3 separate regions of the Mus musculus genome follow, and regions 1 and 2 are each linked to region 3. Evidence: chromatin contacts called from public HiChIP or PLAC-seq and capture Hi-C data. All regions are on one chromosome and are shown on one strand. Each heading gives the region's core, a stretch centred on a gene start, on an enhancer-like site or on the middle of the called end of the contact. The rest is flanking DNA. Distances are from core to core; before and after follow the strand shown.

Region 1 (4,249 bases), core at 286-2,785, 1.4 Mb before region 3:
AAGGAGGCTGGACAGATGGAGGGGGTGGAAGTGGATGTGGTTACCAGGACGGTGGTTACCGAGATGTGGGCTTCCAGCCTGGTGGTTATCAAGGTAGCTATGGTGGTTTCCAAACATCTTCATATACAGGAAATGGATACCAGGGAGGTGGATCCAGCAGGACAATAGATTCCAAGACGGTGAGCACCATGGTGAATGAGGCAGTGGTTGTGGGGGAAGAGGTGGTCGAGGGGATCAGGGAGGATGCAGAAGCCAGGGAGGAGGCTGGGGAGGAAGCGGGAGCCAGACTTATCATAAAGGGGCCAGTTTGAACAGCACTTCCAACATGGAGGCTATCAGTATAGTCATTCTGGATTTGGACAAGGAAGACATTATACTAGTTGAGGCTACAGAAACTCATATTTTGCTAGAGCTCAAGTAATAGAAACTTAGTTTCAGAATCCTGAATCCAACATCTATTTGGAATGAATGTAAGACCACAGGTAGTAGGCATACTCCTGCTTAGGATAACCATTTGCTGGTTTTCATTCAATTCTTTCTCTCTTTATTACTAAACAGTTTTACATAACACTGTTTATTTAAGAAACATATCTCTTCTTTCTATGAAACAAATTTTAAACACAATTTAAGTTGCCTTTAGTTGACCAGTAGACTATTCCAGTTGGAACATACATGGTTTTTGAAGAAATTACTTGAATAAAATAGTTTTCACATTTTCAATATGCAAATTTTGAAAATGAGGATTTGCCTAGACTTTTTTAATATTTACTGCTGGGAAACTTTCCTCATATTAACAACCCATGTGTGTTTTTTGTAGACTATCTTCTGCTGTCTACTTTCCGAGCATAGCTCTGCCCTGATGGGCATTCAGAGAGATTTTGTCACCTTTCTTTTTGGTAGACCTGTTGGGTTGGTTCCTATTACATGAACTCTTTTGCAGATAGCACATTCAGTAGCCTTATCCTGTTGGTGGAATACTGTACCATATGCTCCTCCAAAATCCATGAACATGGCTAAAATCCATAAAAACAACAAAAGCAAACTAAGTTGTAAACTTAGTTTGTTAGTTAAGTGTAGGCACTTATCCATCCGAGACAAAAGTTCCTCCTTCACCCTTGTTTTTACTTGAAATTCGCTAGAAGAAATGGCGAGCAGATATCTGTTTCACGCACTAGTTAATGCTACAGGCTCAGCAGATACAAGTTAGCTTGCTTTAGGCAAGAGACCTTTCTTGTGATGGACATGCACTACGAAGTGAGATGGAGTCCTGCTCAGTGCAGGAGGCCCTTCATTATTGCTGCAGAAGACAAAAGCCTGGCTGAGTCACTCTCCACGTCTATATATATACATGTAAACACTGTCAATCTGTGGAAGAAAGTGGCTGGAAGTGTGTTTTGTCTGAGAGGTGAGCAATAAAACACCTGTACATTCTCAAAAAAAAAAAAAAAAAAAAGAGCTGTCTGTATTCTGCACCCAGGCATTAAAGGTATGTGGTAAGAGTGAGCCAACCACAACTAGAAACAGGTTTTTCAAGTAAACAACACCTTCTGCAACAGTGCTGTGTGGGGGTGACAGAGCTCTGTATGTCTATGGTCTGCATGTACCATGGGGCTGAGGACAAATCTGTTGGCATCTTTTCCCATAGTTTCCTTGGGCATGGTGGAACTCAAGTCTTTGTCTTCCTCCTCCAGTATTTAGCGGCCTAGAGTTGATTTAATTGGATTGGAACTGATTTCTGTGTAATTTGGTCATTAAACAGCTTTGCCCAGCAAGCCAGGCATCAAGGTAGGATAAACAAAGGACTGCTCTCTCCCTGATTGTAAAGGAATTTTAATCCAGCAACAAGGCTGCTCTGAAGGTCACATCCAAGGACCTTCTAGGTCTGAGTGATCCAATTGTCATGCAGACACACCCTTAGTACATACTTTGAATCCCTCTGGTTAGAATCCTTTAGCACACACTTTTTTTTTTCCATTTTTTATTAGGTATTTAGCTCATTTACATTTCCAATGCTATACCAAAAGTCCCCCATACCCACCCACCCCCACTCCCCTACCCACCCACTCCCCCTTTTTGGCCTTGGCGTTCCCCTGTACTGGGGCATATAAAGTTTGCGTGTCCAATGGGCCTCTCTTTCCAGTGATGGCCGACTATAGCACACACTTTTAATCCCAAACAATGACATCAAATTGAGAGGCAAAGAGGCCAATCAGAACTTTCTGATTTTTTTGACTGAATGTGTCAGAGATAGGACATACCCAACTCTCAGGAGAAACACTATTTAAGAGCAACACAAGGAGAGAGAGAGATCTGTTCAGTCTAGTTGAGTGGAGTTGTTCGTTTGGTGAGGGCATTGGTGGCAACTGAGCTCCTTTGTGTGATTCTGCAAACAGTTCACGCCAGAAAATAAGAAGGAGCCAGAAGATTAGAACATGTTGCCATGTTCTAATTTGAGGCCAAGGGAAGCAATCCCTTGAGAATTCTAGAGAGGCCAAATTGAGTCAGTCTTCCTGAGAGGACTTAGGTTGTACCAGCTGAGTTGACCCAGCCAGCCAGAGTTCAGAGAGAAGCAGAACTTATTCAAATGCAAGCCTCAGAGACAACAATTACATCTGGCAAATAAAAAATACATCTAGTATATCTGGCTTATATCTGGTGCCCCAAGTGTCTCGAAGAAAACCCCAGTGTGAATGGCTACAAATACCACCAACATTGCAAGAAGCAGAGGACAGGAGTCCTCTGACAGAAAGCCCCATATAAAATTCACCAGGGGTTGTCTGGAGAGAAACATTGTTTACTCAGGTTCTGCTGGGTGCCGGGAGACTCAGGAGACCTACCTCCCAGAACAAGGAACAAAGCAGGTGAATTACAGTAAAACAGCACAAAGGACAATTTTAACTGTATTGCAAGACTTTGCCTGCATTACACATGGAACACTCCATTTCAGATCCCTTAAAACAAAAGAGTTGACAGGATACAAATGATACTTGAGAAAGCCATCCTGGCACTTACTGCAACTGTGATCGACAGAGTAAACCCCTACCTACTTTCAATTGTGACCTTTATATATTTCCTTGAAAAAGAGGTTGGAAAGATAAGTATACAACAAGAAAAAAGTCTCAAAAGAGATTGAAAAACTAGTCATGCAATAACAAAAATAGCTGTACAACAAGAAAAAATAACTATGATAGTGCAAAGGCTTGAGAGACAAAAGACAGAGGAACAAAGAGAACAGGAAGTGCCTAATTGCGCACCTATGGGACCTAATAAAACTGAGAATCACGACAGACAGCTACCAAACCTACTGCACCGGCCCTTAAGGAAACTGAGGAAAGGAAACTAGCCCTACTAGCTTTCCTGGTTGCCTCAGAACAAATGCCCCAAAATGGTTTTCAACAGTAAGCAGAAACTTTGCTTCCAAATAATATGAAGCCGGCCTATGAAAACGTTCTGGCTTTTGTAGCTAGCTCTCTTCAACTTCCCAACTTTCTCCACTGTTGCCACTACCCAACTGCTAACTTCGGATACTGAGGCACAATTGTCAGGAACCTCTCTCTGACCATATGTATTCATCACACACAGGGGTTCAAAGATTTCAAGATACCCTAAAAATACCATACAAGCTGAAATTAAAAAAAAATGAACCAGGGTGAGCAGATTTGAAGCATATTGTGATAGGCAGCGGTAATATTGCAATTTCTCATGGTCTGAAAAAGTTCTTTAGTTGCTGCGGCATAGTGATTATAGTTGAATATTTTTGGAAGCTCGCCAACAGAAACATCACTGTGTTTGTTCCACAGTGGAGAACAAATCAGGATTCTAAAGTCACAGAACAGCACTTCTTAAGCCAGCTCCGGGAGCTTGCGATATTATCTTTAACTCCTGCCCGGGTGATCTCTGGGCAAAGAATTGCTTCTCATGAGGACAAGTTCCTGCTACACTTAGCAGACAAGACTGGGGGTATAATTGTAACAAATGATAACTTCAGAGAGTTTGTGACTGAGTCGGTGTCCTGGAGAGAAATTATTACAAAAAGACTGCTTCAGTACATGTTTGTGGGGGACGTATTTATGGTTCCTGATGACCTCTGGGAAGAAATATACCTCAGCTAGAAGAATTTCTTCAAAAGGAGGTCTTTCTTAGAGACATGCAGCTTAGACTCAATGCCCAGCCAAGTGTGGGTACATTTGACCCTGGCTTCCCAGGCCACAACACCCAGTGAGCCAACACAAGCCACAAGGCTCCACGC
Region 2 (4,726 bases), core at 1,875-4,374, 1.4 Mb before region 3:
GTTGTGAGCCACCATGTGGTTGCTGGGATTTGAACTCAGGACCTTTGGAAGAGCAGTCAGTGTTCTTACCCACTGAGCCATCTGGCCAGCAAGTCCCAAAGTGAAGGCAGGTGACTAAAGTTTATGGGCTTTGTTTACCTGATGATATCCTACTTAACACTGGCCTGCAGCAAGCCAGGCAGAAAGCCCTGGTGCAGAGGCTCAGGTTTCTACTTACCTTTACAACGGGCAAGTCAAAGACCTCACGGGCTTCTCCCACCTCTGGGTTGTCCCCATCCTCTGAAATGATGTGTGAGGCCAGGGCATTGTAGGAGACTTCCTTGGCTTTCCCAGCTTTAAGGAGCTGAATAACCTAAGGAAACAACCAACAGGACAATTAATAACAAAGTACTGTTCAAATAAGTTGTTAACTATAATGGAACATTTAATAAAAACATACCCTGTCCTTTTCCTGAGTGGAAAAGTCAATAAAATGCAGCAACCCTGATTCACAGTTGTCACAGAGATGGGGTGGCCAGTTAATAGCCATCTGCATACACCAGACAGACAGCATACACCAGCACCTGCTGAGTTCTATAGAGTACCTGTTCCAGGTATCCAACCCAAAGGCTGAGGACTGGTTCCACTATTGTTAGGAAGTTTCTAGAAGCAGAGACCCACCAGGAGAATCCTAACTTATAGATGTTCATCAAACAAAATATATATACCAAGGTAGGGCCTAGCGGGGGAACTCAGATCCAACCATGGTCAGCAAGTCCCAAAGTTAAGGCAGGCGACTAAAGTTTATGGGCTCTGTTATCCTACTTAACACTGGCCTGCAGCAAGTCATGGTCAGTGTAGTCTTTAGTGCTATGCATAGCAGTCTTTCCTTAAGTCAGGGAAGGATATCGCAAATGAAGATAGCACCACCAGATCTTACAGATGGACATCAACATGGGAGTACTTGTTAAGACACAACTGTGACCACTCTCACTACTGGAAGAGGCAGGTCACTAGAGAAATGTCAGCAGCAAACAGAATGGAATAGAATTAATCACACAGTAACTAGACAAGGTGTAAGCACAGCAGAAAAGCCGAAATGGAAATGCGGGCATCTCTCGGAGGGATTGACTGGAAGCAGAGAGAGGAAGAGGCACTGCTGGGTTTCAGTGTGGGCACACTACTTTTGGTCCTGTGTGATCTGGTGAGAGTCTCTCGGTCACATTGAGAGAGGAATGTGGCTCTCCAGAGATAACCTATTGCAGATGGGAGTCAAAGTTCTGAGAGTCAACGAGGCAGCCACCAGGCATCAGAGGAGAACAACTTGACAGTGGTGTGCAGGCCGGAGTCAAGGAAGAGCTGAAAGCAATGCAGTCTCGAATAGTCTGCAAGCACCATCTCAGAACTGGAGCAGCCGAGGAGGTCTGTACCCACTGCATGGAAAACCGACAGTCCCCAGCCACGAGCTGGCTTCCCTGGACCAAGTAACTTTACCTTCATACACAGACTTCATCCACCGGCTTTAGCCTCGCATCACTCAGAAACATGAACACAGCAAGCCCTCCCTGGCCTCGCCTTCTCAGGTCCCAGGGCTTTCTCTTCATGACAAATTTCCAGAAACAAGTCTGACTGCGCTGTCCATCTTTTCTCTGTATTCGCAAGGACACTCAAACCTCCTCAAACTGCGCATTACTAATTCCATCTCACAGGAGCCACACTGTAACTATGCCCAGTGACCGTCAGGACTCGGGCCAAGTATACACAAATGCCTTTAATGCCTAGCACACGCACTCCACACAAACAACTTCTTGGACTCAATATCCGTTTAACACTCAACACCTCCAGCACCTCCACCTGTTGTATTTGTAGGACTCAGTATTCAAGGGCACTCTTCTACGGCACTCCGTGTACCAGGCCCGATGCCCAGACTGTACTGGGGTGCTCACCACCTGTGAGCTTCCTCAATCTGTATTACAAAACTTAAAGAATGGGTGCCCTGGCTCTAAACCTTTTAAAGAAGGCACTATTTCAGAATACAAGGGCTTACAAGGGGGATTTTTTTAAAGCACTCAGATTTCACACATAGTTGGGCAAACAGCGCAGCTCAATGTGTTCTTGGTTTTAAGTGACATTTAGTCCAAGGCCCTTATAAGAGCAAAAGTCCTAAAACGAAGAACAAGAAAGGGTAAAAGAAGAAATGTGGTGGTAGTAGTGGGGTGATCGGTACTAGAAAAAGTCAGCTACAATCACTGATCACACAACCGAAGACCCAACGGACTTTGGTTACTAGGATACAAGTATGAGTCTCTGGAAAGCCAAGCTCAGTGGCTCTTGGACAATTCCTTCCTTAGGACCCGTTTAGCTTACATTACCAGACACCGAAGGCGACACAACTGTAAGCATAGTTTAGAAAAGAAATGTTTGGGGCACTGTCCTGAAGATACCACGATCACAGCCACTGTCCTGTGGATGGATTCAGACCCACGATCACACGCACGAATCACGGTGACCGTGTAAGCAAGGGTACCTTCCATACCTACCGTACAATCCACCCTAAGGGAAAAATCAGGGGCCGGGAGGACAGGCCCCTTGGCAAGGGACACGCTCAGCAGGGCCCCGGCAAGATGCTCGGCCGGCCGCTGCGCTAGGTCGGTGCTCGCGAGGCCCTTCCCGCGGCCCTTCGCTGCCCGGCGTGCCCCGCGGCTCCGGCCTGGGGTCCTGCAGGGCGCGCGCGCGACGAGGCGGGGGCGTGCGGGGGGAATGGCCCGGCAGAGGGGCCCCGCGCGGGCGGTACCTGCGGGTCGATGTCGCCCACCGCGTAGTACTTGACCTCGCGGAATAGCTCCTCTGGAACTTCGGGCGCCGGCTCCGACATGATCGCGGCGGCGCGGCGGCGCCCGGCCCCGCGTCACCCGGCCCGCCGCGCCCAGCGTCGTAGCTCTGCCTACTGCCCGGCGGCACAGCCCGGCCCGCAGCCGCAGCTGCACTCGGACCCGCGCCCCCGCCCGTCCGAGGCCCGGAGCGCGGGAGCCGTGCGCGCCCTGAGGCACGTACCACCACACCAGCTCGGCAGGGGAGTATGTGGGACCCTCCCGCCTTGCGCGCCGCACAGCGCTCCTTACACCACCGCTTCGGGCATCAGTGCTGATGGTCTACAATAGTTCGTACGGCACATGGCAGCCTTGTCCCGGCCGAGTTTTCACGACCGAGAACCGAGGACACAGAGAGACTATTTCCCTCACATGGCCGCAGTGGACTAGCCAGGGGGCGGGTCCTGGGCGGGACTCCCGTCACCCCGTGCGGCCACCTGACAGCGCATGCGCCAAGGAGGCGGAGCCTCGGCACGGAAGGGGACCTGAACAATCCAGCGTTCGCTCTTCAGCTGTCGCCAGCGCTGCTGTTGGACAGCACGCGATCCGGCCCAGAGTCAGGCAGACCCTGGCTAATGGTTACTTTCCTTCGTCTGCCCCTTCCGCATCTACTGAGGTAGTTGGCGGGGAACTGATCTTCGATGAGGCAGGTTAAGAGCAAAGTAGGAGCCGGCGACATAGCTCAGCAGGCAGACATCTGCCGCCAATCTGAGTTCGATCCCTGGGACACACGTGATGGCAAGCAAGAACCGGCTCCAGCAAGTTGTTCTCTGGCCTCCACAAGCACACTGTTGCGCACACACGTACACACATTACACACACACTCTCTAAATAAATGTACATTTTTCTACGTGTATTGGAGTTTTCCCTGCATGTATGTATCTGCACCCTGTGAGTGTCTGGTGCCCACAACAGTCAGAAGGTGGCTTCAGGATCCCCTGGAACTGAAGTTACACGACACGTGGGTGTTGGGAACCAAATTTGGAGATGCTGCAAGAGAACCAAGTGTTCTGAACTGCTGAGCCGTCCAACCCTCGGTCAACATAGTTTTTAAAGGTAAACAGCAAAATCTATAAAAATTATCTTAGCAGATAATTATATTAAATATGGATGTGTAAAGTTACAGGAAACAATGACAAGCTGAAACTGCTGTGGGGCGCTCGCAGAATGACAAGTCCCGCAACTCGTGATACTGCTCTTTAATCAAGTTTTGTGTTTTCTGTGACCTTCATGCAGATAGAGTGTTGTTCTTTTTTTTTTTTAAGATGTATTTATTATTATAATATGTACGTACACTGTAGACACATCAGAAGAGGGCATCAGATCTCATTACTGATGGTTGTGAGCCACCTTGTACCTTGTGGTTTCTGGGATTTGAACTCGGCCTTTGGAAGAGCAGTCAGTGCTCTTAACCGCTGAGCCATCTCCCCAGCGCCCCCCCCTCCCCCCCGGGTGTTGATGTTCTTATAGTCTCAAACGAACTCAGAGCAGAGCCATTTTGTTTTACAGCGATCAGAAAATAAGCACCCTGTTTAAGTTGGATAAACTGAGTTCAGTTAGGTTAAAAACAAATGGCTTGGCAATTAGGATCATTTACTGCTCTAGCAAAGGACCCAGATTTGATTCCTGACATCCACACGGATGTTCACAGCCACCTATAACTTCAGTTCCAGGAGCTCCAATACCCTTCTGGTGTCTGAGACTATTACAAGCACTGGGTACTACAAGCACAGGCAAAAAGTGAATGTGAAACTAGAAAACACAGTAATGGGAGTACAGTCCCCTCTGCCATGAGAAACCAAAGGAGATGATTGAGATAGTATTTTCTTATGGCGCTTTGGAAGTCAGTAGAGTGTGTGTGCATGTGTGTTTCTATG
Region 3 (4,528 bases), core at 940-3,439:
TATAACTCACATATTTTAAGAGATGGGTAAAAGGACCAGCAATCCTTTACCAGTACCTGCACTGGCCAGGATATAGGACTATGTTACTGGACTCAAAAGAAAATTTTAAAAAATATTTTGAAAATCAAACCACTAGTCTTCAAAATCGGAGGATGCAGCATATCTCCTGGCCAACCTATTTTAGATAGCAAAACATCATGAGTTAAATACTTGGATAAGGTGGGGAATTTTTAAATGGGATTTTTATTTTTTATAACTTTATAAAGTTGGAGAGAAATACCTCAAGACAGAATTAGTAGGCATTGTCCAAAGCAATTCACATACAGTATCATGTTTTAACTTCATCACAACCCTAAGTTGTGGTAACAGAATCCCTATTTTCATTGAATTTCTTTTTGCTCAAAGTAACAGAAAACTAGACCCACAATAGATGAAAAGACCAAGAGCTGGGCTAGCTCCAGGGCTCAAACTACATCACCCATCTTGGACTGTGTCCAAATCCCAGTTCTGCCATTTCCTGTATAATCTTCTAAGGTTCACCTGGTAGCTCCACACCTTCAGGCTCTTACCCTATGATGCTAATGGAGCAGATGCAGCTGCAGTTTCGTGTCTTTTCTTGTTCCCACATTCAGTAGGAAGAATTAAAGGAATTTTCCAGTGCTCCCCCCAATAAAAACTCACTTGAGTTCCTGTGACTAGCCCAGCTAGGCCAGCCCCCCAGCCCCCATCGTATAATATCATGATGGTTCATCATAGTATCAGAGTTTCCAACTAGTTTAGATTGGCCACATATTCAGTCACAGAATAATGACCAGGACTACTGTTGGGGTAATTAATAGATGTCCAATGACAGGATGCAACAAGGCCCCTTTGAAAATAAGAAGCCCATAACTCAGGACAATAAAGCAACTTGTTAAAATTCAGACATCCAAAGAGTTAAATGTAGGTTTAAACTCAGGTCTAGCTAATGGCATCCAAAAGCTTTACCCTCTTAGGCTTCAATAAAAACCAGTCTTAGGAGAGCACAAAGGTGGGCCTACTGCTCTCCTAAAAGCATCACTCACTGAAACAAAAGCTAAGATTATACTACTTCTTGAAAGCACCTGAACTAGCATGTGAAAATTCATAACTAACTCATTGTGAATTTGACTTTTAAAACAGTTGGCCTGCTATTAATCTGCTTCTACAAGCTTCAAGTAGTAAGAGCCAATCCAGAAAGTTCATTGCCAAGAAAAAAATCTGTAACTTTTAAGTGGAGTTTAAAATTATATTGTTCCAGAGACTTATCATGTGTACCAGATTTATAATGACTTTTGGGACTTCTTAGTGACAGAATACCAATCTTCCAGCTCGGTAACTTCTGTAGACTTTACTTTATGGAGGATCTCGCCTTCTTGTGTTTTCTTTGCACTTCCAGGTGAATTATGTACAATTAAAGTACAAAAAGGCATTCCAGGCAGGAGAAAAATCAATACAATATTTCTGCTTGGCACCAAGAAGTGAAAGACTTTTAAAGGACCCCAGGGAATCAAGCCTGGTTCAAAGGACAGCGCGGGGATGCAGACTTAAGAGGGGTAGGAGGCAATGTCTCAGAGTGCAGAAGGCCAGGAGCCGCAAGGACACCTCTCTCCACCCTCACCTTCAGAGAAGCCTTGAGACCCTAGATCTTGGAAGGAGCCACTAGAAGGGGCGAACGTGAAAAGGCCTGCATCCCGCAACACACAACAGGCCACACGATACCGGGAGCCAAGACACAATCGTGACAACAGTAGGAGGGCGGATGGCGACGCCACACAGCTCGCAAAACAGTCGAGGGGCCGTTATCAAGTCTTTCGACTGAGGGGACAGCAGAAAGCGCACTCCAAAGAGCCGCACGGGTCAGCGCATCCTCGGGACGCATCACGCAGCCTGGCTGGAGGGCAGCGGAAAGGACGCCATTCAAAAACCACACGTCCGAGGAAGAGACGGGAGAGCCCGTGCACGCCACTCCACGCGCCTAGGACGCGCGCCTCACGACGACGTAACCGCACCAGCGCCGGACGCTGACGATACGCGAGGGGCGGAGCCATGATGTAAGCGCGGGCGGAGCCAGCCGCTCGCAGCAGGTGAGATGAAGGGGGTTGGGGGATGTCTGGCCAGACTGCGGGGGGGGGGGGGGGGGGAGGAGGGGGGACCTGCGAGCATGCGCACTGAGAGCCAGGCGGAGCCGGCCGGCGGGCGTGCGCACCTAGAAGCGCAGAGGCCGCTGGTTGCCGTGGCAACGAGGAGCCGTTCAGAAAAGGTGCAGCTGAGGGACAGGAAAGGCCGTTGTGAGTTTGTCCCGCAGCGCTGTCTGAAGTATAAAGCTCTGGTGCAGAGAAGGGAGCGAGAGCCGAACGCGGGGTAGTGTTGGGGCGGGAGGTCCGGGTCGCTGTGGTCGGTCCGCGGATCCTGCCTGCGCTGCACAAGGCTGTGATATAACGAGGGACCTCACGGACCAGATTTCCAACGACTTCTCTTGTCTCTGGGGGCGTATTTTAAATTTATATGCCATCTCTCCAGTGCATTTCTATTGACGCGTTTATTAATTGCCTTCTGATCACTGAAAACAATTGGTGATTAAATGTCTTGTCGCCTAGTCCTGTGTTTTCCTACCTAGCACAGCCTCCTAACCGTGCGCAAGCTAATTACAAACAGGCAGTTTGCTGTTGTGGCTGTCAGTGCCAGGCAGAGGTTGTGTATTTCTCACCTGTTGCTAAACTAACGGGTCACCTCTTCTCTATGTTTTCTCATACAGTTGGACTACATCTGACACGTTTCGTTATCCTTTCAATTGTCAGTTTGCTAATACTATGGGACTATGGTAAGGCAATTTTTAACGCTCTTACCTTGATGTTAGTTACAACGGTACAATAAAAACCTGGTGAAATTGTAGACTAAGTAGCTACCTATGGTTACTGATGGTATGAATCTTGTTGAAAAAGTGAACTTTTTTATGATGCATATTTGGCGTTGCCAAATTACAGGCATTTTGAATTTGGAAAATAATAACAGTGACCCTTTAGTATTTTACATGCCTTCCTCCAGCCAAGGCCACGGTAAGGAATACTGCATACAAACTTCTCTCATAGATCTCCATGCCAGCACTGAGAAGTAAGGGGAACGTGAGCACATTGAAAACTGCCCTAGGCTTCTGAAGGGTCTGAACAGCTGCTGGTTCTTTGTCTTAAATCAGGTGTCTCACACATTAGTTCCTATGGGACTTACTTTCCTGTAATCTTTTCAAGTGTGTGTTGCAGTGCTGGGGTTAGAACCCAGGGCCCCATGTATGCATGAATGCCTAAGCTGCTCTGTGAGCACCTTTCTGAAAGTTAGCTCCTTGATACTATTCCCTTAGGTTGCTTTTTAAAAGGTGCTTTTTCTCTCCACTGTAGAATATTATGGACAGCCTGGTCCCAAAACTAGAAGGGTTAATACCCAGTCTGTCCCCTCATTTTTAAGGGAATTGGAGCAACAGTCACCATTTATGAGTATCTTATGCAGAACAGTCCCTTGGAAGCCCTTAAGGAGGTTTTCTCTTAATATAATAATCCTGCAATGTCAGCATTTTTGTGGTTTTTTTTTTTTTATAAATGCAAAACTAAGCCAGAGATGCTTAAGTCGCTTGCCCAAAAAAAGTAGAAAGCAGATTGGGACTCGGTATCTGTCCCCCATATTCTGTCCGCCTGTGTGTTGGCCAGGTTGAAGGCAGTCGGCATGTGCCATACACCCATCTTCTTCATTGTTTCCCTTCTTGCCAAAACACAAACAGCATGCTGCTTTCCTGGGCATCTCTGCTCTTGCTCCTGCCATCTAGCACACACATTTCTCTCTTTAAGACTTGGGCTAAATGTTGTCTTCAAGGGTTGTTTATTTACTTAGTGTCTCACTTTGGTCTAAGACTTTGCTCTAAGACTCTGGTTTTGCTTCTAGATTGTTCTTTCTAGTACCATGGTAAGCTCTTTGAGGACAGGGCTGGATTGGGTTAGGACTATGTAAATTAGACAGGGCAGCTCACGCTGCTCTGTGGCTGGCATTCCTTTTACCATCCCCAGAGCCCTCGTAGACTTGGATGTTTACATGCACTCTTACTTTCTGTTACAGCAGAAGAATGGAAGTTATCGTAACGTGATGTTAGAGATCGTTAAAGCCACACCACAGTGTTTCCTGATTCCTGATACAGCATGCTAAGAAATAAGGTACTCCATCCTCCTGAGAACAGACCCATGCTTTTATTTACAGGGGGTAGCCTAGCTGGACTTTCTGCAGGTATAAAAATAGTTTACAAACCTTGTGATCTTGGGGAAACTGTGAGCAGAAGTGGGAGGTGCATGTGATATGGGTAACAGACAGTCTCAGGGTGCTGCTTGCACACATCTCCTGGCTCAGGGACCTGGTCCTGCAAGAAATGTTTAAGTTTTCACCAGAGAGCTTATACTTAAGAGCAAGATTCCTTTTAAGGTTTGCCTGGAGTCTAATTTAGTTACAGCAAAACAGCAGGGTCTTAGTT

Evidence for each region. HiChIP or PLAC-seq counts read pairs in DNA pulled down with a chosen protein or histone mark. Capture Hi-C pulls out chosen DNA fragments and counts their contacts.
Region 1: an H3K27ac HiChIP or PLAC-seq map of embryonic stem cells shows a contact between it and region 3, with 5 times the contacts expected there. The contact joins the enhancer-like site here to the promoter of Rnf32 in region 3. A contact is called at or near these places in 1 of 39 promoter capture datasets (hippocampal neurons), 2 of 115 datasets of contacts at active chromatin or transcription factors (embryonic stem cells and epiblast stem cells) and 1 of 9 other capture datasets (adipose tissue).
Region 2: a capture Hi-C map of embryonic stem cells shows a contact between it and region 3, with 6 times the contacts expected there. The contact joins the promoter of Paxip1 here to the promoter of Rnf32 in region 3. A contact is called at or near these places in 6 of 39 promoter capture datasets (the 3T3-L1 cell line, cranial neural crest, embryonic stem cells and 3 more), 3 of 484 Hi-C or Micro-C datasets (CD4 T cells, Th1 cells and rod photoreceptor), 6 of 115 datasets of contacts at active chromatin or transcription factors (T-cell acute lymphoblastic leukemia, differentiating embryonic stem cells, embryonic stem cells and 2 more) and 1 of 9 other capture datasets (embryonic stem cells).

Annotation. Positions count from the first base shown.
Region 1 is chr5:27,817,591-27,821,839 of GRCm38.p6, forward strand. It overlaps the pseudogene Gm20239. Among named protein-coding and RNA genes, the nearest start is that of Htr5a, 22 kb to the right of the region's middle. Within about 2 kb of position 1,536, at least 13 of the 459 cell types and tissues checked have an H3K27ac peak or open chromatin away from gene starts, as enhancers often do. A contact at or near this core is called in embryonic stem cells, where this site is marked.
Region 2 is chr5:27,788,426-27,793,151 of GRCm38.p6, forward strand. Paxip1 (PAX interacting (with transcription-activation domain) protein 1) reads right to left here and starts at 3,125. Exons shown (of 21, transcript NM_018878.3): 1 at 2,774-3,125; 2 at 218-352. The coding sequence starts at 2,854.
Region 3 is chr5:29,193,804-29,198,331 of GRCm38.p6, forward strand. It overlaps Rnf32 (ring finger protein 32), which reads left to right and starts at 2,190. Exons shown (of 10, transcript NM_001289757.1): 1 at 2,190-2,309; 2 at 2,777-2,842; 3 at 4,123-4,217. The coding sequence starts at 4,203.